Linked DNA regions of Danio rerio: region 2 is linked to region 1. Evidence: chromatin contacts called from public HiChIP or PLAC-seq data. All regions are on one chromosome and are shown on one strand. The core of a region is the stretch at or near the end of the contact, and the rest is flanking DNA. Distances in the headings are between cores, read along the strand shown.

What was found. HiChIP or PLAC-seq counts read pairs in DNA pulled down with a chosen protein or histone mark.
Region 2: an H3K4me3 HiChIP or PLAC-seq map of embryo shows a contact between it and region 1, with 5 times the contacts expected there. The contact joins the promoter of rev1 here to the enhancer-like site in region 1. A contact is called at or near these places in 10 of 18 Hi-C or Micro-C datasets (caudal fin, embryo, fibroblasts and 3 more) and 3 of 4 datasets of contacts at active chromatin or transcription factors (caudal fin, embryo and gastrula embryo).

Annotation. Positions count from the first base shown.
Region 1 is chr9:23,191,325-23,198,500 of GRCz12tu, reverse strand. It overlaps a transcript of rev1 not described here. Among named protein-coding and RNA genes, the nearest start is that of arhgef7a, 43 kb to the right of the region's middle. Within about 2 kb of position 4,725, at least 3 of the 62 cell types and tissues checked have an H3K27ac peak or open chromatin away from gene starts, as enhancers often do.
Region 2 is chr9:23,409,118-23,416,293 of GRCz12tu, reverse strand. It overlaps rev1 (REV1 DNA directed polymerase), which reads right to left and starts at 4,447. Exons shown (of 21, transcript NM_001123300.1): 1 at 4,391-4,447; 2 at 1,262-1,394. The coding sequence starts at 4,447.

The DNA.
Region 1 (7,176 bases), core at 3,476-5,975:
CTATAGCACTTAAACCATTTGTGTCTTTATATTTCAATTCAAATACATATTTTAAAAGGCTGTTTTGTCAATCTGAGTTTTACCTCCTGTGTTGAGCAATAAATGTCCACTTCAGCAACACTGACAGACAGCAAACCTTATTCTTTTATTCATATCTATATTCTGAAGGTTTTTACTGAGGCGTACGTTGTTCATGCATAAATTGAATGATTGTATACAATACAAAAATATATAAAATGTACATTTTTTATTGACTATTCAAGGTTTTACAAACTATGGAGTGAAAATAACATATTCCTATAATCCCCTTAGTAAAAACCATTCACTCTAATACGCCAAAAAAAGTATGAAATATCACTCATTTGTTTTCCTCGCCACAGCGGAATGAATCCAAAACTATTTCAGCCAAGGGCTGATCTAGGGGTAGGGCAAGAGAGGCATTGGCCCTTGTTTAAATCAGGTCGTGTGTTCGTTTTTTAGACAAATATATTAAAACTGAACAAATTTGATAGTCATGTGCGAGTAGACTAAACATGTCATTCGTTGATCAGAGTTACAAGGTTTATTTTCAGGGATTCCGCTCATAGCTGTCATTTTTGCGTTATTCTAAATGACCATTTTGAGCTGTTATGGCAACAGTAAAAGTGCGCTTCATGGTGAAGTCGATAGCGAAAGCAAATAATTCAAACGGTGCAATAGCACGAGTTGAATAACTTGCCCCCCTCTCTGTAAACTGTGGCCCCACCTTGGCCCCTGCCTTTAAAAATTCCTAGATCCGTCACTGATTCCAGCATAAGTTTTACCCAGCGGATGCCCTTCCAGCCACAATTAGGAATCATCCACACACATTGAATAAACTCAATTTGATTGAGGGCAGGATTTCCATCTAATAAATTTGTTTAGCACCAACTAACAAAAAAAAAACTATTTACACAATTAAAGGCAATTGCGTTGGTCCAACGTGATTTTATCAAATAGTTTAAATATGTTTGTATTTTTATTCAACTTAAACTCAAAAGGTCTGATAATATCATGTATGTCTATTATGTGTCGTACATTTCTATCCTAAATGAACTAAAAGAGCCATTTTTAAGCTTATTTCATGTCTTATAGTTGATTGAGAACTAATTTTACTACATTTATTGGTCACTGAGCAAAGCGACAAACTACATTTTTGCTAATTAAGCTGCCAACACCCAAAGCATGTATGCATCTGCAAGGTGTATGCATCCCAAAACTCACAGCATTACATGAAACTCTTCTAAATCTTCAAACTAAAGTAAAGATTAAATTCTAACAAGTCTTTCTATTAACCTTAAACACCTAAGAAGATTACTTTCACTGCCAATATTTCTCTCTCTTAATTCAATCCCACACAAAGCTTGCTGGGAACTACAATTCCCCTAACCAGGTAGTTGGACCAACACACTTCCTTCATGTCATCCCAACACAAAACACTTAAGTTAACCTAATGGTTTACAAATTTAAGTGGACTGGACATAAAACAAATAAATTGGGCTAAGAAATGATGAGAATTGTGTTGTTTCTGCTCATTTTAAACAGGCAGTTTGAACAAGCAGCAGCAATCATTTTTTGAGTGCATACGCACTCATTCACACACACACTCATACACTATATACAATTTGGTTAATTCAATTCTGTACTGCATATCTTTGGACTGTGGGGAAAACTGGAGCACCTGAAGAAAAACCCACAAGCATGGAATATTTTAGTGTATACTTTTGTGATAGGATGTGCAAAAATCACTGCATATTCAGACATAAATTTTTGAAAAAATGTTTACAATTAAATTCCTAATGTAATCAATCAGATGGGCGATAACTATTGGCTTTGCTTTTTTTTAGTTTTTACCTATTTACCTGCAGTGTCTCACCTTCAGCAGATCAGGGTCAAACTCTATAGCTGAGCCTCAATAGGCACTGCTCACCAACTAAGCAGATGCTGTCTGAAATCTACATCATATTATCTCTAAACAGAACTAAACATGAACAATTTCAGACTATCTTCCATCGATTTCCTCATTTCATCTATTTGATACGGACTTGCACCTATTCCAAGCTTTTTAACTTTGTAAACGGCAAACTGTGAGGGGAAAGAAATTAAATCTGTTAATATTTATAAAAGCGCATATGAACAACATTTGCTGAATTATATCTAATTTCATAAGGCGGAAAGAATATATTATGGTGCATTCAGACAAGTAAAGCAAAGGACATCCAGGCTGACCATCTGTAAAACTTGCCTAATGATCTGATTGTGAACTCTAGGTGGATATCAGAATGCTTAATTGACTGTACTTTGAATGGCGGATTCAGTGCTAATGTGAATGAACAGAAGACAGACTTTAGTAAGAAAAACACTTACACGGGTGTCAGACCGCTGTAATATTTTCCAGCTGAATAACAAAGCGGAGCAGGTATTAACCAGAAATAGCATGAATGACAGTGGGGGGAAAACATGATTAATATTAACACCTTTGTGTGAGCTCTTATTAAAATGACTGTCCTTGAAAAATAAATAAATTATTGAAAACTCTGAGAATGGCAAAGGCAAGTACCATTCAAAACCAAGTGAGAAATGTACCACTCTTGTTTTCATACTCTTTAATCTAAAAAAAAAAACACTATAATTGAACTCTATCTCTCATCATATGCACACAGATACAAACATGCTTATGTATGTATAAAAGTATATACCAATTTTTTAAAACATCATAAAAGATGTATATTATTGTCATTTTAAAAGACGAAAAATACTAATTAATTCTCATTTAAAATGTTATCATTTGCCATTCTCCTTCAAATGATTTTTTTTCCAACAAGATGTTTTTAATCCATAAAAATGGCATCAAACTTAGTATGATCACTAATTATTTTATGTATTCAGATATGCATTTATATAATACAATTGAGTTTGTTTTGTTTTTAAACATGATTGTCATCCTCAAAAATTTAACATTATTAAGTCAAGTTAAATTCTATTTATTGTATAAATTGCATTGTTTTACAATATCGATAATGTTTATACAATAATGTTTAAATTGATCAAAAAACCAGCCTCTTCGCAAAAAACCCACATCATGTAACAACATGGCTTAGATATGTCAACATATTAGGGCTGAACAATATACCGTTATGGCATCGATATTGCAATGTGATGTCAATTGCTGATTTATATCATTTATAAAATATTTTTTTACAAAAAAAAAAAAAAATTTTCAAGCTATTAATACAATGATGACCATGTTATTATAAATTTGACAGTTTAATTTCTGTACTTGAATATTGTAGACTCTCCAGAAAATCATAAAGCATTGTTTATTTAACTTTTATTTTTGATCTGAGTAATTCCATGCAAATGTCAACCTTGCCATGAAAAAAAGTTTTCGACAAAATATCAAAACCGTTTCTGCATTTGTTTTTGTATAAGCAAGTATTTTACAGTGCTTTAAAATTACTCAAAAATGTCTCTGTTAATGTTTTCAAACTATTATATCACACAAGTGCCAATTCCACATCCGTCACATCCATAAGCAAGCTTTTTCCTGATAAATGCAAAAATATGTTAAATAAAATCAATAATTTTGGTTCTATAGAGAGCCAACTCTTATCATTTAGATTAGCATTGTATATGTTTAGATTAGCATAGTTTCTATTGAATAGTGCAGTTTAATTCACAGAATTTCTACAAATTATGTTGTACACTGTAAACTCACAAACTTGTTTCGTCACATCCATAACGCATGTCCATTTTCCTAGTTCAAAATGTGAAAAGCTTCAGAATAGTATGGTTCTGCTCCCTTAACTCTGTAGTTAGTTTTTTTGTAAAATATAAACAGATGTTTCAATATAATGTTAACATACACTTTCTCTGTGAATTTATATTTTGAGATTTTACTGGAAATTCCACATCAATAACGCTGGATTTGCTCATCTATCAGATTTTTAATTTATTGAATTTTATGGAGATTCGCTAAATAAAAAAAACTTGATCATCCCATTCCCATGTCAGATTTATTCAAAATCATGCAGCCCTAGAACATATCTCCAGTGAATCTGCAATGTAAATATCTCACAGCTTCTTTTTGTAGCCAAAATAGAAGACAAATATACATCTATACTGAGAATATTAAAAACAATTATATATATATATATATATATATATATATATATATATATATATATATATATATATATATATATATATATATAATGTATGTATATAGTAAGAACTTGCTAGTAAAAAAACATAAAATCACAAAACAAGTCAATATGAAATATGCGCTTAAAACAGATAATGCAGCAACCCATTGTGCTGCAGCCCCAATGAAAAAGCCACTGCACCTCATCCAATAGCACAAGAGACAAATTAGGCAAGCGATTCCCCCAAACTGGCAAATAATGCTATCAACATCCCATCAGAAAGTCAGCAGACCTCCACTAATTCTCCCCCTAAATACAAAAAGACAGACAAAAGGAGATAAATGTGAGCGAGGTAATAGTCGTACATCATCTCCCTTACGTACACACGCTGTCAATAGGCCTTGGCGAGGTCTTGGCGCTAATCACTAGCGCTAGATAAAACTGTGAGGGTTAATGGTCCATACGGCCCTGCGGCACAAGAAGGATCAAGATAGCAGGCAGGCCTCTGTATCACTGCCCTCAACAAATCCATCGCTCGCTTGCTCTCTCTCTCCGCAGTGGAGGACGGACGACTTGTTAGGTGGGGGCAATCGATTCAAGCAGAGAGCACTCTTTTACAGCCCAACATTCAGAGCTGCAAAACTTATTGTAAAGTCAGCGGGTGAAAGGGAGGGAGTCTCGCCCTAAAGCGCTCCCTTTTGTAGCCCTGTCACCTTGCTCGCAGATTTATAATGCTCCATTACAAAAGTGTGCATCGAAGCCCTATTCAATTAGCCTATCAAATTCTTTATGGCCAGATTGTGAATGGGTTATCAGGGCTGGAGATAAGAGAATTTACAGAGCTCGTAATGATTCACAACAAAAGGGCTTTGCGCACGCAATGTGCTCCCTGTGCCTTTATTAAAAAAAACAAATAACCTGTCCTGAATTTAATCAGGCTTAATATGCTTTAAAACACAATCGAGGAACATTGCGTAACTGATAGAGAAAAATGTGACCTAATTCATTTACAGAGTATTACAAGTGTGTGTGTGTCATACAATATACTGTAAACTAGGGCTGCAAGATATTGGGAAAAAAAAAACGTACATTGCAATATTTTTATTTCCTGTAGTTTATAGAGATATTTCACCAACTAGCTTGAATAGCTTTATTTTGAAATATTTAATACATTTTTATTGAATGGGAAGATTTTCCCAGTGATGTTTTGCAGCTGGAAGGGCATCCGCTGTGGAAAACATGCTGAATAAGTTGGCGGTTCATTCCACTGTGGCGACCCCTGATTAACGAAGGAACTAAGCTGAAAAGAAAATGAATGAATGAATGAATGAATGGGAAGATTTAGTAAAGGAGTGCAGCTTCAAAAAATATATTAGACTAATAACCAGCCTAAGCATATACAGTAAAGCAATGGTATAATTGAGTCTAACATGTTTTTAGGTACAGATATAAAATAATCAAACGAACAATAAAGTTGTATAGTTGTATATGTCTTCATTATATACATTATTAAATACAAAAAATTTTTTACAAAAGGCAATAATTCCTTGTGACCAAATGCTTTAAGTTCATTTAAAATGCTTACAATGCTTACGGTCACAGGCCTTAAAACAAACTTTCTAGAGTTTATGGTTAAACTGAAATGACTCCACAATTGTACCTGGCCAACTATGGATTTGCTCTTCAGTGTTTGGGCTTTCAGCAGTGAAAATTAAACCACACTGAACTGAACTAAGTGAAAACTGGAGTTTCAATCTACTAGAACTTCTATGTTAAGCTGCTTTGACACAATCTACATTGTAAAAGCGCTATAGAAATAAAGATGAATTGAACTGAACTATAATCCTGACTCCACATTACAGATCCTGCAATGTGAATAATGCACATTCACACATTGCGATATCGATGCTACAACGATATATTGTGCAGCCCTACTGTAAACACACAAAAAACACACATGAACTTATATATACGGTTGAAGTCAGAATTATTAGCCCCATTTTTTATTAGCCCCCCTCTGTTTAACGGTGAGAAGATTTTTTCAACACATTTCTAAACACATATCTCATTTCTGATAAATTATTTATTTTATCTTTGTCATGATGACAGTAAATAATATTTTACTAGTTATTTTTCAAGACACCTCTATACAGCTTAAAATGACATTTGAAGCCTTAACTAGGTTAATCATGTTAACTAGGCAGGTAAGGGTAATTAGTTACCCGCTATTGTATAACGATGGTTTGTTCTGTAGACTATCGAAAAAAATGTTGGCTTAAAGGCGCTAATAATTTTGACAAAAACAATTTTTTTAAATTAAAATCTGCTTTTATTCTAGCCAAAGTAAAACAAATAAGACTTTCTCCAGAAGAAAAAATATTATCAGACATACTGTGAAAATTTCCTGAATCTGTTAAACATTATTTGGGAAATATTGTTTTTTTTTTGTTTGTTTTTATTAAAGGAGGGCTAATAATTATGACTTGTTATATTGTAAATATGGTACGTTAAAAACTAATTTTATATATTTTATTTTGATATTCAAATGACTATTATTGTTGCTACTATAATTATAAGAGGAAAGATAAGGGAAAGATTTTAATAAAGAGCTTACTAGTTTGAAAAGGATATACTGTATTATAGTATATGAAACACACATATTTATTTATAATTATAATTGGATTTTTTGGTCTTTGTAGTGTATAAAAAGTATCCGAACATACTTTTCAAATGAAACGGAACTATATTCAGTTAAATTCTACTGCATTTATTTGATTTTTTGACATTCAATTAATTTAATTATAATTTCATATAATAATTTAACTAATAATATAAATAATTATTAAACTAATAATGCTGTTATCATGATTATGTATATTATTATTATTGATAATAATGACTATTAGTATTATTAATTATAATTTTCCCAGTGATCGGTTGCTGATAGAAGAGCATTCACTGCATAAAACATATACTGGGTAAGTTGACAGTTCATTCCACTGTGGCGACCTCT
Region 2 (7,176 bases), core at 3,198-5,697, 220 kb before region 1:
CTCTCAGCTCCTGCAGAGGCGAGTTGTATTTTTTGGTGCTGTAGGCCTACATAGAACTGCGTATGCAGCAGGTCATCACCCAGAGCGACAGGCAGCTACAAAGTCACTGCCAGTGTGAAAGAGGCATTAGATTGAAAGTTCAAAGAAAAACAATACCTGCCCACAGACCCTCCATTATTAGAGGGTCAAAAATGGACAAAAGAAACCTTTAAATGCAGGGTCTGAATGGTAATGTTTGCTTTGACCACTTGTGATCACATCATGAAAATGTATCTTGATACCAGGTGTGAACAGGGTCTATAATGCAGTTTACATCAAGCAAGCAAACCATGCAAAAGCATGCAACATTTGAAGGCAAATGAGAGAGTCATGTGAGTATTTGTACCCACACACCCCTAGTTTCAGATTTGCTCAGGCTTGACATTAATAATAAATGTTGTCTATATGAAATGCTGGTATCACTTCTGATCATTTGATACAGAATTTATTTATGTTCTGTAGGTCGGTACCTAAAAAAATTGAAAAAAAAAAACTATACATTTAATTTGCTGGGTGTTCACACTCTCATTTTTAAGATAAAAACACTAACTACAAGTTTTTATGACATGTATTGTGCAGAATAACTTACGGAACATCCCAAACAATGCTGTGTGCTTGACCAGGAAGCCCCTGTGTCACACACACAAATGATAATCTGCTGCAAGGAGAAGCGTTTCTGACACCTTTATTGAACTGTACTGGGACATTTTGTGACTATAAAGAGAATAATCCGTTATGCTTGAGCATTATGTCCATTTCTTTGGTCACATTTTGTGACATCACATCTATTGTCCATATTTCAGACAAGCCACAATAGAATTCATTTAAAAGAAGGCCAAAACCAGTCTTCTCAGGGCTTTTTGTCCACTTGTTTGGTGTACACCAAGGTTTAGATGACTGCATTCAAGCATTTATAGGTTTGTTCAAAATAAACCTGGACACACCCTAAAATACAAGTTTAAAAAAATAGTGTACAAAATAACCCCTGAATAAAATTGTAAAAGTGAAATATGTACAAAAATCCTTTTATATATTTACTCTCTTAGACTTGACGCAATATCTATAGTCAGGTGCAACAAATCATCCAGATACTGCCATAATAATAGTAATGACGATGATTATGGTGATGCTGAACATGCACAATGCAGTACAAGGGATTTCATTGGAGTAAGAAAGTTTATTTCCACAGCACATTGCAGAGGGGATGCTGGGAGAGTCTGACCTGTGTATCCATTGACATAGATGGCCACACCGCTGAAGATGCAGGAGGACTTTCCATCTTTCTTCTGCTCTCTCGGGGCATCCTTCTGAAACTGCTCCTCAAGCTTAGAGACTTTTGCAGCCATGTAACCTCCCTGAGTAAAAATTCAACAAACAAGATTTTTATTTCAAAGCCTATTCACGTCAACACAGGCTTGCAAGCTCAAGAGCTAAGACAAAGCATACAGCACAAGCTGACCACACACACACGCACACACCTTAATAGAAAAAAAACCCACACAATTCTAACCTCTGGAAATGAACAGACTGCAATACAGGCACACACACAAAGGAAAATGTGCAGCGTCTGGCTGACAAGCGTTTGATTACGCCTCAGACATTCAATGAGACTGGAGGTGCAAGTCTGCCCTGCTGGCACGGCGACTCTCTGTCTCCATGGCAACGGAGGGAACGCTGGGATTCAAGAGTTGAGCTTGAACCAATAAACAGACTCTCACACACACTGAAAAATACTCCTGAAAACACTCACTTGCTGGAGGCATCCCTGAACCTAATTTATATCAATCAGAGAGATCAACACACACACACACACACACACACACACACACACACACACACACACACACACAACAACAACACACCTGAGAGACAACACTCTGAGAGATCAACACACACACACACACACACACACACACAACCTAAAGCAAATAAAGGTTTTGCGTAGACATATGCTGATGTCCAATAATGCCATACACTGTGATCATGAACGTGCACAATATATTGATGCTGTGGGTTTTTAAAATAATGTAAATAATTATTTAGAATTTCAACTTTCAGATTACCATTAAAGGATATTTATATTGTTGTATCTGCACTGCAGTGTACATCACAGCACCAAACGCTTCAAGCCTTAATAGACAATTTATGATCAGCTTCCATTCAACGTCAGCTAACCTAACTACAGTCAATGTAATGATATAAAAGCATTGATTAACCTTAGGCAAAGACTATAGAATACACAAGATGCGTCACTCGTATAGTTTTGAATGGAGAAAAGTGTTACAGTCAATATGGCGAATGAAGCCCCGCCTACTAGTACAGGAGCTAATCATCAAATCTCTATAGACTGACGTGTCTCCAGTATAAACGAATGTGAAGTACAGTCAGTCCTGTCAAACACACATCATGAGACAGCAATTACTCAAAGTGTAAACATAGAATCGATTTCACTACTGGAGAAGATTTGCTATCAAGACCAAGCTGTGGATTATTTCAGATGACCAGTGCGACTACATGATCATTATCCAGAGGACAACACTGTGTGATGTGTAACACTGCCGTAAATGAGGTTGGTGTTGTGATCTCATTCCTTTCGAGTTTGCATGCGCACTAGCTCTGGCAACTTGAAAATATGCAGATTTTGTTTAATTCAGACGTTTAGAAACGAAACTTATGAAACAACTGTTGTTTAATTTTACTGTTGACTCCAAATATGTAATATAATTATAAGCTTGGCAAACAATTTTGAAAAATTTGATGTTTCTCCATTCAGATGGAATGCTCGAAAATACAGCCCAAGAGGCGTTTCAAACAAGGCCGCTAAGTGAAATGACTTGCCTTAAAGGGACATTAACTTATTAGCGAACACCTAATAATGCATTAAAATCAAATGTAGTCATCTTTTTATTAAATGGAGTTATTAACTAGGGCTGCAAGGTGGCTCACTTTCAACTCATATTAAGAAGATGCCTGGTTCAAGTCCCAGCTGGAGTTTGCACACTCTCATTTCCCCCACAATCCAAAGACATGCGGTATAGTATAGGTAGATATGATTGGCCATAGCGTATGATTGGATGAATGAGCAAGCGTATGGCTTTTTTGGGCTGCTAAAACAACTAAATGAATGTAGTTTATCCTGCTTTTTAAATGCCTATTGCCATAAATGTCAAAATTAGACATTAAACATTTTCTGAGCCATAATAAATTAATAAAGATGAAGCTGATAGAAACAAAACCAGCTGAAAGGTGCATACACTGACCTAGTATGTACTATTAACTCACAAAATGCTGCCAAACCATCAAAAACAATAGCAGAGACAGACATGCAAATGATTCAGAAGCAATCGTATTAACTGACAGTCAGGATGATTCAAATACATGGATGAGCCTGTATTATTAGTTTCAGTGATTTTTTACCTCAGCTCAGAATGTTGAGATTGGCCAATCAAAATCAAGCATTCCAGACAGCAGTGCGATAACAGCTAATAAATTTCAGCTATATTTTTCTAAATTAACTTTAATATATAAAATGCATTTTTACAGTAGATTTTAATGCATTGATTAACATTTACTAATGGTACTTTTTTGTAAAGTATTACCTATTGTACCTATCTTCCATTTACAATTTAATTGGCTTAAAACATTCATTTATTCTGAACATGTATATAGACAATAAAGCAATCAAATATTTTGGTTATAATATATTTTTGCAGCTTAGGTCAATAATACTATACATCATCATAAAACCTTCAGCAATTAATTGCAACAAAAAATTATATTGTCAGAAGCCTATTTCTGTGTTTAATCACACTTACACAGTAAAATACATAGTACATTTACTTAAAAATCACACATTTCTGGTCTCAAATTGTGCGGTAAAACAGTTCTACTGGTTAGAACTAAGATTGTTATTTTATTAGTGAAGACAGAAGCTTGTGGAGTTGTTTATATTAGTGTGGTTCTGCTAATGCCTGAAGAACATGAAGATGCCGAAGCTTGTCAAATCTCTAGCTGGGTCTGGACTGTGGCGACTGAGCAGAGGTGCTGGTCAGCAGTGAAGAAAATTGAGATTACTCACTGGTGTAATACAAATGAAAATCTGTCTAGACTTCAGCAGCAACACACACACAAAGCATGATGGGTGATGTACAAACAGCAGAAAGGCAATTAATAGTTAAAAGGAAATCTATGGATAAGTTCTATTATTTACATAATGTTCAGTTTTTACAAAGACAGATAGCAAAGACAACACGGGATATATACGAAGACGATTCAGCTCTGAGATAAAACAGCTGTTGAGCCTTTCCTGCTCTCAATAAACACATTTCTGCGTAAATAACTAAACTCTTACCTGTCCTCCCCACCCATCATTTTCACTGGCTTTCTTCCTCCATCCATCTCGACTCATACTGAGGGACCTAAAAGACAACAATTCAAAAGAATGAGCCCAAAACTGAAAGCGTGAGTGGCTGAAAATAGACACGGAAAACAAAAAACAAGCACGCACATCTGTTCTCCTCTTTGCACTCATTTATTAGTATGCAGATGAGTGACTCTTAATAAGAAATAATACATCTGAAACCCTGAATAAAGAATAAGTTGTGTCTCTTTTGCTTATAATATAGCACTATTCACAATGCACACGGTTTCAAACCTTTAATGTTTAGATAATATTTCCATGCTTTATTATAGTCACAATACTTTGCTGCAATTATTTTAATAAAGTGTAGTATTTTAGAGTTAACAAAATAAAACACAACTATAGAATGAGGAATTGAACGATAATGGATGTCTCCCAGCCACTTTTATTTTATTTGTTTTTTATGCTATTTACAGACACAGTGGCACCTCAGACAATCAAACTGAAAACACTTACTGTCTAGCACAATAAATGTGCAATAGCATATCCACTTTATTACTTTGCTGTGCAATGCATTTTTGCAGATTGCAACTGATTACATTTAATAAACTAAAAATCTAAAGATATATCGGAATATAACAGCCATTACTGTAAACAATGACAAATATCGTAAAATAAAACGAAAAAATCTGCTTCCTTTTGTTTCTTTAAAAGGACAGCATATAACATTTTACAAGTACAAAGACATACATGCCAGGGGGTATAAACATAACACAAATATACAGAATGTACATAAGTAATAAATCAAATAGTTACAGTGCTAAGCATTTATAAGTACACCTAATATCTTTTAAATTCAGATGTTTAATAGGAAGCTATACAATATTATATTTGTGCATATATATTAGATTAGTCAGTACTGAAGCTAAATCTGGAGTTTATCTAACAATATAACTTATGATAACGGACCAGAAACGAGTACACCCAATTTTATATGTTAGAGAAAAATAATGAATACAAATTTTAAAAGAGGAAAAATCAAGAGAAGCAAAAAAAATTGAAAATATTTTGTTAAAATTTTGTAGGTTGTAATTTTTTTTTGCAATATTTTGCATGAATTTAATTTTATTATCTTTGAATTTCTAAATATGTTTGGTAACTAAAATATTACTTTGATAAATATATCTGTTTGATAAATCTGTTTTGTTTAAATGCACCAAAACTCACTGAGAAATGGATACAGATACAATGGATTCAAATATTCACTTTCAAGATGTGATGTACTCAATTATGCTGAGCACTATATATTATAGTTCACAAATCTTTAAAGTGTGTAAAGCTTTCTTATTTAGAGTATCTGATGCTACTAATACACAAGCATATTTCAGTCATCAATACCTTAAAATGTCCAGACCTGCTTTTAAAGCAAAGTCGACCATGTGCACAGCTGGCCTTATTGCCTGACCAGCTAAAAAGTGCTCAAAACTCATACAAACTAAACGAGTTTAGGCTGGTTTAGGTATTTTTACTACTGGCATGTGCACTGGAGGCTTTAAAGAAGTTGACATAAGGAATAACACACGTTTACTTTGCTGTCAACACACAACAATATAGCACGCATCATAACTATAACACTGGCTTATTTTACTAGTTTATTATTGCCCTAGATTTTAGACACGATTTACTTTGTATTCAGTATCAGTAACATTTGGCTTTAGTTTAACATCGGCCATCACATGGGGCATGCCTGGCCATGTGAAGCCCCACTGGACTGTCTCGTCTATACAAGGAAATTCTGTGCAGCAAATTTGGGAATCGACATTCAGACGGTAAGTTAGTGGGACAGTTGATAGTGACAGCAAACATGAAAAACTAACGACTCAAATGACATTTCGTGCATTATAAACTGGTTTGTCGTCCACATTTGAACAGTGTTGCAGAAGTGCAACAGCCGCACACACACACACACACACCGGATCGATCAGTTCAGTCCAGAACAACACAACTGTAGCGTCACTCGGCGAGTGATGTGCGCTTTCCTTTGAACCCCAAGCCCATGAAAACTGAAATCGTTGCTCACCAATTATCCCCCTTCTTTACAGATGTATTTTTGTTCAAACCAAAGCGCCTTTGTTTCCGCTCTTGGGTTGCATCCACCCCTTTTGCGTCAGTTTTGAAGGATTACAAACAGAGGCTTCGTGCATGCTGGGCTCTGTCCATATCAACATGCTCCCGCGACTGCACGATTCAGTCCTTTCACCATTCACTCGTATCTCTTCATTGCTAGCCGCTTGCTCACTGTCGCCTCCGCCAGATTTTCTGCTTGTTTTCGGCGTAAGACCCTCCTCCTCCTCCTTCTCTCAGCCGGGGTCACACAGTGACAGCGCCAGCCCTGTCTGTATCTCACAGCGCCCTCGAGCGGTCAATCAAACACCCTACGCTTGACGCAGCGCGCAGGGGTTTCACTTTTGAATTTTAATCACGTTCTGCTGACGCCACTCCGAGATCTTTCAATAGCAAAGCTTAGCTCTTGCATATTAATGATTTCTTGCCGTTTTTGCCGGGTAGTTTTCCAATGGCGAATGCCTGCTCATGAATATTAAGAACTCAGCATTCCCCCAAGTAGGATTTACGATTTGCGATTTCCCCACGGATGGTGCTGTTGAATTTAACGGTCTATTGTTGTCGAGCTCAGTGCCAAGCCTTCAGTAAGAATGCGAGGTAGCTGCTTTACACCCCAAAGCTCAACCACAATGTGTTATGGCTGCGTTTCTGTC